2 separate regions of the Cricetulus griseus genome follow, and region 1 is linked to region 2. Evidence: chromatin contacts called from public Hi-C data. All regions are on one chromosome and are shown on one strand. Each heading gives the region's core, a stretch centred on a gene start, on an enhancer-like site or on the middle of the called end of the contact. The rest is flanking DNA. Distances are from core to core; before and after follow the strand shown. Region 1 has its middle 120 kb from the start of Mboat1. Region 2 has its middle 47 kb from the start of Mboat1.

The links. Hi-C and Micro-C count contacts between places; a contact is called where the count stands out from the background.
Region 1: a contact with region 2 is called in a Hi-C map of the CHK-Q cell line, with 6 times the contacts expected there. The contact joins two enhancer-like sites. A contact is called at or near these places in 7 of 8 Hi-C or Micro-C datasets (the CHK-Q cell line, the CHL-YN cell line, the CHO-K1 cell line and 2 more).

Annotation. Positions count from the first base shown.
Region 1 is chr3:250,980,597-250,985,290 of CriGri-PICRH-1.0, reverse strand. No RefSeq gene overlaps it. Among named protein-coding and RNA genes, the nearest start is that of Mboat1, 120 kb to the right of the region's middle. Within about 2 kb of position 2,415, at least 1 of the 6 cell types and tissues checked has open chromatin away from gene starts, as enhancers often do.
Region 2 is chr3:250,810,823-250,815,857 of CriGri-PICRH-1.0, reverse strand. No RefSeq gene overlaps it. Among named protein-coding and RNA genes, the nearest start is that of Mboat1, 47 kb to the left of the region's middle. Within about 2 kb of position 3,102, at least 2 of the 6 cell types and tissues checked have open chromatin away from gene starts, as enhancers often do.

The DNA.
Region 1 (4,694 bases), core at 1,166-3,665, 170 kb before region 2:
TCATCTTGGCAGCTGTTCACAGGAAAATGCAATCCAGGAAGGTGTGTGGCCTTTTAGTTTCCCTGCAGAGATTATGTCTCATTCAAAAATTAACAAAGCAAACAGTCTATTCTAAATATACAATCCATTCAGACTAATAGAACAAGAGGAAATGTTTATACAGCTCCTGACACTTACACAATTTTGGCACTATCAAAGTAGGGCTTAAGAAGGAAGCTGAGGGTCCTGATACCTTCATCTGCCAGAAGTAGGTCCATGAGATAATTACTTCCTGGTTTAAAAAGGAAGATGAATGTATGGTTCCAGAACCAGGAGAGGCAGCTCAGTAGTTAAGAGTGCCTGCTGCTCTTGCAGAAGACCCAAGTTTTACTTTCAAGCTCCCCCCAGGAGAGCAGCTCACAACTGCTTGTAACTCCAAAGGATCTGACGCCCTCTTCTTGGCCTCTGCAGACACAATGCAGCGCACTAATGCAAGTGTGCACATATCCATACAGACACAAGTATACACACACATTTGAGAAATAATAAAAACAAATCTCTATAAAATACCTGGTTCCACCACTTCTAATTGTTTGGGAATCAATGACGAGAACAGATGGGAAGCTTAGCCAAACTGTAAATTACAACTAAAGCGTGGGTGGATTGGAACGTGTGACTTGAAGTTCCCAGAAGAAAAGCTGCACCTGTGTCACAGATGCCACTAGGCTTATTGGTTAGTTAGAGCATCCTGGCTCAACAGAGTTGAATGCTGCAGGACAAAACTACCTCGGGCTTTCTTTGGTCACCTTTTGCCCGAGGACCTGCCTGACCCAACATCCTGTGATGAGCAGATGAAACCTTTGGAGAGTTCTAACTTAGCAGCTGCTTGCTCCTGTGAGCCCCAACACTAAGAATGTCGTTAGATAGCATCTTGAAGCCTACAGCAGAGATTCCCAGTGTGCCATAAGCCGCCTACCCAATGTCCTCACAGTGTATTTGAGAAGTGACTTGATTTATGACTGTCTTCCAATCTGTAATTCTAACAACTTGCTGAGAACTTTCACAGCAGAACATGCTAATCTGGGCAACCCGAATCCTTGTTCCCAGATGGGAGTCACTCACTTTAGCTTCAGGATAAACTACCTCTCTTATGTGCTGTGAGGTGAGAGCTGTGCCTTGTATCAGCAAGTGTCACTCCTCTCCTGGGGGAATTGGGACTGTTTGGGGGGGTAGAATTCTCATCACAAGAAAGGAACAAAGTGAAGGGAAGAACAACATACCAACGTACAAGACGACTTACTTTCTACCATTCCAGATGCTGATAAGTGTAGCTCAATTTTCAGATTTTACCTAAGTCCCAACATTTTGTTAAGAAACAAGTAAGCTGGGGAGAGAGGGAGAAAGCTATGTTAAGCCCCAGCATGGCTGAGCCTGATGACCCTGGGGCAGGAGCACAAAGGTGCTGACCCTTTAAGATGTCATAAGTGAGCCAGATGTTACTTGTTACGTCTTCTAACAGAGCACCCTGAAGACTTAAGTATTTCCCAGAATGACAATGTGTCTCTCGGGTTCAGAAATGTGCTCAAGCTGCCACAACCAGAACACTGAATTGTCAGCAAAGAAAGGGAACTATGAGAGGCCTAAGTTTTCCTTTAGAAATTGGTCACTCAGAATGAATTACAAAGAAAACAAATGCTTTCCACAAAGTTGTAGACCAAACTCACACTGACAACCTCAGGCTACTGGAATGAAGAGACTCCAAGAGGGAGACAACAAAACTGATTATAAAAGGTTAAAACACAAGCAATCCATGGTCATCTTACATCTGCCTCTTACAGGTGGGGAAAAAAGGGATAACCAAAGAATCCCTGGCTTCTGCTCACAATGACTTATTTAAACTAGGCCACCCTTGCAGAAATCCACCAACTTAGTTCCTCACACTATCTCACTTACCCCTGATGATAGTTACTGATTTATCTAACAGAAAGGTGACTTGCCTTCTCCAAGGCCACAAGCAAATGAGGAGCATATACATGCCAAGACCCGCAGCTGCTTTTACCTCCAGCGCTTCTGCCTATTTAAAGTCTACCCACCGTCTTGTTTTTTATTTGTATCTAAAGTAGGACGAGGACAACTCAGGGGGATCATTTAAGCATTTCCCTCGATAAGAGCGTGATCTTTTAAACAACAGACTAGCAGTTACAGTTCAAAAAGAGGAGCACAGAGGTTAGGTGGCCATGGCTAGTATTCAGAGTGCAACCAGGGGTGAACACTTGGCTTGGAATTCAACACCCGATGTTACTGCAAGTGGCCACAAGATGTCCCTACTTCACACCAGTTCAGAGAAATTGCTTTCAAGCAAAGATTTGTAGGTGGTGTGTGCTGAGATTGTTCCTAAGTGGGCGAGGCTCCTTCATTCCCCAGGTACACTGGGATTTCTGCCTCTCAAACCTACACTGCAAGGTTAAGCTTTAGTTAGGCTGAGGGCCAAGGAAGTGGCTCAGCAAATAGAAGTGCTTTTCCTCCTCTTTTAAAAAAGCTTTCTTTAGGGAGCTGGAGCGATGGCTCAGCAATTATGAGCACTTGCTACTCTTGCAGAGAGAGGATCTGGGTTCAGTTTCCAGCACAGGTATGGTGGCTCACAACTATCTCTAACTCTAGTTCCAAGGAATCCCATGCCTTCTTCTGGATTCTTTGGTCATAAGGCAGTCACATGGTACACAGATATACATGCAGACAAATACTCATACACATAAAACAAAAATATAAAGCTGAGAGGTGGTGTTGTACTCCTTTATTCCCAGCACTTGGGAGGCAGAAGAAGGTGGAATTCTGTGAGTTTGAAGCCAGCCTGGTCTACAGAGTGAGTTCCAGGAGAGCCAGGGCTACACAGAGAAACCCTGTCTTGAAAAACCAAATAAGAAAGAAAGGATGGAAGAGAAAAAGAAGAACTATTTATTATCGTGTGTGTGTGTGTGTGTGTGTGTGTGTGTGTGTGTGTGTGTGTGTGTGTGTGTGTGTGTGTGTGTGTGTGTGAATGTGTGCGTGTCTGCAGAGGCCTGTAAATGGCATCAGATCTCCTGAAGCTGGAGTTAGAGTTGGTTGTGAATTACATTGCATGATGTGAGTGCTGGGAACCAAACACAGGTCCTCTGGAAGAGCAGAAAGAGTCCTTATAGAGTGGATCTCTGTACCCCTAGACCCCTGATATACACAATTCTCCTTGCCCAAGTACCCAGAATTCACCTAAAGGAGGAAAGGAAGAACCAACTGATGGGGGTGAAGGGACCAGCTCCCCATTTTGGCAGCCATGACAGTCTAACATGTGCTTGCCTGACCTTGACTTGGTCACTAGGAGGTCAGATGCCTGCCTCATGGTAAGGAACCAATCAGAAGTTAGCTGGTAGTGCTATGCTTTATGGCTCTGGGTGTGCTTTACGGACAAGTGCACAGCAATGACATGCAGAGCATAGCAACCGCCCTGGGAGGGCCTATGGGCCATAACAACCAGTTGACCGATCAACACAGGGCAAACCCTCCAAGCCTGGAGGCACACCAATCCTGAGCCTGTGGGTATGCCTGGACACTCGCCTTACACTGCCCTATAAGATCTCTATGCTGTGGCTTTGAGGCGTCTTTCCTAGCCATCTGCCATGGTGGATGGATGAAAGGCCCGAGCTAACATGGGGTTAGCTCATTAAACAACTGCAATAATACCTCTTGCTGTTTACATCAAGCTTTCACCTCCACCTGGTGATTGGGGTTGCCAAGGTCCTGGGCCGAGATCCTGGGGTCCTGAGCCTTCAGGGGCCTTTTAGGGGGTGTTCTTCTATATGCTGTGAATATATGTTTCTCTTATTGGTTGATGAATAAAGCTGTTTCGGCCAATGGACATAAAGGATTTAGCCAGGTGGGAGATCCAAACAGGAATAGAAAAAGGTAATAGTGTCAAGGAGATGCCATGTAGCTACCAGGAAGGTTGGACTTCTGGGCATTCTCTGGTAAGCCAAGACCATGTGGAGATACATAGATTAATAGTTATGGGTTAATAATTGAGAGAGCTAGCCAATAAGAAACCTGAGCAATAGGCCAAACAGTTTATAAATAATAATGAGTTTCTGTGTGTTTATTTGGGACTGGGCTGCGATACTGGGCTAGACAGAAACTTTCATCCACAACCAACTCCACAAAGTTTTGCTCTGATTTCCATACATGTAGTATGGCACATGTGTCCCTCAATAATGTGCATGTGTGTGCGTGCACATATGCACACACACACACACACACACACACACACACACACACACACACACACACACAGGTAAACACAATAAGACTAATAACCTAAAGGTTAGAAAGCTAGGAAAACACTAAGAAGTCACCCGTCTACCTCTTTCCCAGGCTGTTTTGTGAAAGCCAAAACCAAGCCAGTGGGTGTGTAGTATCAACCACAGGGGAAACTGAGGCAGAAACATGCTTGAGCCCCGAAATTTCAAAGCAGCTAGGGCAACAGGAGCCCCAGTTTCAAATCAAAACAAACTGGAGTTGCGACACTAGCCAGTTTTCACTCCCCCACAGGCTCTTTTACAGTGTTTCCTCCCAGCACTTTGCTGTAATTCTCCCGCACTCCTGCCTCAGACTCACAGGAAACTGATTCAGCAAAGTCCCAAAGGCAGTATGTCCGGGTTTAACTGCTTTCTTCTTGAAATACTTCT
Region 2 (5,035 bases), core at 1,853-4,352:
TGTGCCACCTGAAGCTGCCTGGACCACACTGTCTGCCTCCTGCCCCGTGTACTGCAGGAGAGACTTTAGACACTTAGAGCTGTGGATCTTGAAGCTTAGCATCTCAGGTAGGAACATAGATTCATGTCTTGTCATCTCTTTAGACTTTGAAATTCTAAATGCTGTTGTGCAAACACAAGGAAATGCAAAATGGGAAACAGTTCTTCAAAATCTGGGTACTTTTTCTTTCCTCGGATGAAAACCATAAGTCATCAAAAGGAAGAAAAAGTAGAGTAACTTGGGACAAGATTCTGGCTAGAAGGAGAGTTTGTCCCTAGAAGCACATCTCTTGCTGACTTTGGTTGGGACAACTGAAGTTAAACCTCAGTTACTTCCTTCCTCTTTGGAGTTTCATGTTTTAAATATTATTGCTGCCATATGTGAGACACAGCATGACCAAATATTTTGCCTGAAGTAAAGCTGGCAAAATAATCAGATCTTCTCTCTCAGTTTATGTTCTGGTAGACAACCCAGACTCTTAACATGCACACACAAACTGAAGCATTTGAAGTTATAAAGTAGTGAGTGGGTGACACTGAGCTAAAGATGGCCACCAAGCACTGGATTTAACCTGTCCTGCTTCTTCTCAACCTGGATTCTCACTGCGCTATCTCACTGGTTCTGCCTTTGTCTCAGGTAGTTGTACCTGATCAACCTGTATTGCCACCTCCTCACTATGACTCCTGTGGTCCAAATCCAGGCCCCTCACATAACACAGGAAACCCCTGATCTCTCCTGGGGACAAGCATGTGCAACAAAGCAATCTGGAAAGAGCTTTATCCCTTCCCCACCCTGTAGTCACACAGGAGAATCCCCTCCTAATGACTTTATTAAGCTGTCAGTCAAGAAGTACTTAGTGAGAGTTGTTTTGGGGCCCTCAAGAAGGAAGGAAATATGTGCCATGGAAAACCAAGGGAGATAGGGCCAAAGGCATCAGATAAAACCAAAAACACCAAGAAAACAGCCCAAGTAGGCGAACATCATCAGCTCTCTTTCTTTGCCAGTGGTTCCCCTGTCCTCGTAGTACAACCACCATTTCCATATTGTATCCCTACATGAACATACTTCTTCATTCAATGTATGGATATTGGGAGCCCACTAAGGTATAGGCTGTGACAGTGATATAATAGCAGTCCTAGGGACCTTCAAGGACCCCATGTCCTAGGGGGTACAGACAGGGAAAAAGAAGTGCATAATAAACTCTGAATACTTATAAGTTGATAATTGTTGTAAAGAAAAATAAATAAACTGAGGGAAATGGAGAGTAGAGAAATATGTGCTTTTTAATAGGGTGGGCCAGGAAAGGTAGTCACTTTCCATTACAGTTACCAAGTACCCCAGTTAACCAACTTATAAAGCTAAAAGGCTAACCTTGGCCCATGGTTTTGGAGTTTTCAGTCCATGCTTAGTTGGTTTCATTGTTTTTGGCCTACAGCAACTAGGAAACATGGAAAACAACATGGTAGAGGAATCTGCTAAGAGCAGGTATGATAAGGACCTGTGTCTCACAATGGCATTCACAGAATGACCTAAAGTCTCATACTAGGTTCACTTTTTATGGTTTCTGTCCCATTCCGAAAATCCATGGGGTGAGGAAAAGCCTTAAACACATGACCTTTGTGGGACATTTCAACAGATCCACATTACAACAAAGACCTTACTAGAAGTGGGATTGGGGCCAAGGACTTAAAGGAAGGGATGTGTTAGGATTTCTATTGCTGTGAAGAGACACCATGACCACCACAACTCTTATAAAGGAAAACATTTGACTTGGGCTAGCTTATGGTTTCAGAGGTTTAGTCCATTATCATCATGGCTCAGTGTGCAGGCAGATGTGGTGCTAGAGAAGGAGCTGAGAGGTCTACAACTTAATCCACAGGCAGCATAAGGACTCTGTGGCACTGGGCATAGCTTAAGCATAGGAGACTTCAAAGCACAACCCTACAGTGACACACTTCCTCCAACAAGGCCACACCTCCTAATAGTGCCACTCCCTCTGAGGGCCATCTTCTTTCAAACCACCACAGGAGGTTAAGGAGGCATGTAAATATGGGTTCATTGTGGGAGTGGTTTCCACCAGAGATATCAAAATGTTAAGATCGCAAGGTGGAGAATGTGTGGGATGTGTAGAAACTAGTAATTCCAAGTAGGGTGGGTGTGTGAAGGACCAGCCAGGTTCTAAGGCCAGTAGCTCAATTTCTCTGTGTATAGATGATCCCTGGAGGATGGGCAGCTGCTTTTGCTTTATTACCATGCTGGAGATTGAACCCAAGGCTTGGGTTACTCTAGGCAGGACCCCTGCTACTGAGCTTGATCCCCAGCCTGCCCTGCACAGTTTTGGGCAGAAGAGTAATGTGAGCTGACTCATATTTTAGGAGAAGCCCATTGGCTGTTGTACACAGGCCAAGGAGCAAGGAGTTAGTAGATACCATAGTATATGTGGGAAGAAGGTAGAGGTATTTTCAGAGATCTTGAGAGATGAATCTGGGTTATATATTATGTTTCAAAAATAGATCCAATGGGACTGACTAGAAAAGGAAAAAATGCACGAATGATTCTATTAAGATAATGAGTGTGGAAAAAGCAGTGTGTGGGACAGACAATGAATGTGTTGGGTGGAAGAGATGGAAAGTATTTACTACTGTTGCAGAGGAACCAAGTTCGAAGCCTAACACTCAAGTCTGGCAGCTCACTCAGGTTCAGCCCTAGGGGACCTGATGCCTCTGACCTCCATGGTCATCTGCCCATACCCATGCCCATACCCATGCCCATGCACACACATAATTAAAAAGCTATGAGAGACTGTGGTAATTGCAAACCACAGACAACACATGCTCAGTTCAGGATAAATCAAAGTTCTTCTTTGAAATACAAGCTCCGCCATGACTTGGATGCAATTTGTCCCTGCCCAAACTCATGTTTGGGGACCTTTGAGGGGGATTTGGGCAACAGAAGTGTCACCATTGATCCCCACAGGTGCTGAGAGTGGATAGTCATAGAGCGAGCTCAGTGCCTCCCAACCCAACTCCTTGTGGCTGTTTCCTCTTTGCATACACTTCCTTCCTCTTGTTTCTCTGCGTGTTGTGTAACAGCATGAGGCCATCACCAGAAACCAAAAAATGTAGGTCCGTGACCCAAACTTCCTTCCTCCAAAACCACAGTTCAGGTGACATTCTCTTCAAGTATCTGGTCTTGGTCATTTTGATCTTTCAACAAAATGTATTCAGATAAACCAAAAATCAAAAATGTTTAATAACTGTATGTTAAATTAATTCAGTTGGGGAAGTTGGTAAAGGTTTCATAGAAGATAGATTTTGAGCTGAGACTTAAAGGGTAAAAAGAAAGGAACCTTCCAGGGGACAAATGGTCCGTGGTGTAAATTTATCAATGATTCTGACACTCCTTTCCACATCCAAAATAAAATTATCTTTCTTGCGGAACTTAAGCACAGAAAGGAGGGTTTGGGTACTTATTTATTTTGCTTTATTTTTAATGTGTTCCACATTGAACCCAAGGGCCCTAAGCATTCCTAGCAAGTGATCTACCACTGCCACCAGGGGTAGGGTAGTTTCAAAGATCTTGAGAAGTAGCTAGATTGGAATTGTATTTTGAAAATAGAGCCAATGGGATTGGCTTGTGGAGTAGTTTCACAGTGGGAAAGGTACTTGCTGAAGTCTGGTGCCCAGTAGAGGGAAGAGCTTTCACATAGTTCTGATAACTTTTTTTTTTTTTTTTTTTTTGGTTTTTTGAGATTGGGTTTCTCTGTGTAGCTTTGGAAGGCTCTCACTCTGTAGACCAGGCTGGCCTCGAACTCACAGAGATCTGCCTGCCTCTGCCTCCCAAGTGCTGGGATTAAAGGTGTGCGCCACCAACACCCAGCCTGTTCTGATAACTTATCAGACCATCTCTCACAGTAGACACCAGAGCCAAGACAAGGATGACTGGTCAGTGGTGGGAAGGACCAGAGTCTAGATGAGGATGATGGGTCAGTGCTGGGAATAACCAGAGCTAACAGGAGGATGACAGGTTAGTCAGTGGTGGGAAGGACTACTCCTTGACTACACTTGATCTGGACCACTTTGTTATGCATACCCCTCCTTAAACTGCTTGCCAAGGTCCAGAAGATGGACTTGAGTGGATGGTGAGTGGAAGGTCACTGGACCTTTTATTTGTCCTTCTTTGAAATGTGGCCACACAGAATAAACCTCTTTGCTTTTCAGTATTGCTCATCTGGTTAATTGGCCTAGTGGGGATAGATTGCTTTCCCTGGCTTGCTGAGGACGCAGGTTCAGACACTGGCAATTCTAGTAATATTCCTATAACATGTTATCTAAAAAGCTTAGTTCTTACAACAAATAAGTAGATAGGTAAATAAATAAATGACTCACACTGAGGAGGAGGGTAGAGTGGAGAAGAAAGCAGAAACTGCCTGAGATGCCAACAGATCTAAAATTTAGGCAAGTCTTCAATGTAGCTCTAAAACATTTGAAGAACTAAAGAAGTGATTTTCTCTCTCCTTCCTTCCTTCCTTCCTTTCCTTCTTTCCTTTCCTTCCTTTCCTTCTTTCTTTTTTCGGTGGTTGTTATTGGTTGGTGGGTTTTTTGAGACAGGGTTTCTCTATGTAGCCTTGACTGTCCTGGAACCTTGCTGTGTAGGCCAGGCTGGCCTCAAAATCGGAGAGATGCTTGTCTGTATCTCCCAAATGCTGGGATTAAAGACATGTGCCTCCATGCCTGGCATTTCTCATCTTTCTTAGAAGATACAGCAGCATAAAAAATAGAAGTATAGCTTGTGCTGTTGTGTTTGAAATCTTTGTTAAGTAGAATATGTAAAACAAAATGTCACGAAGAGAGGAAACACAGGCGAAGATAAAGAGAACAATGCTCCGACACCTCCCTAGAATGAAATTCACATGAATCCAAAACTAGTGCTGTAAGTTAAAATGTGTATGCCTTCTAGAAGAAAGGTAATAAAAAAAATGTAGCCAACAAGTGCA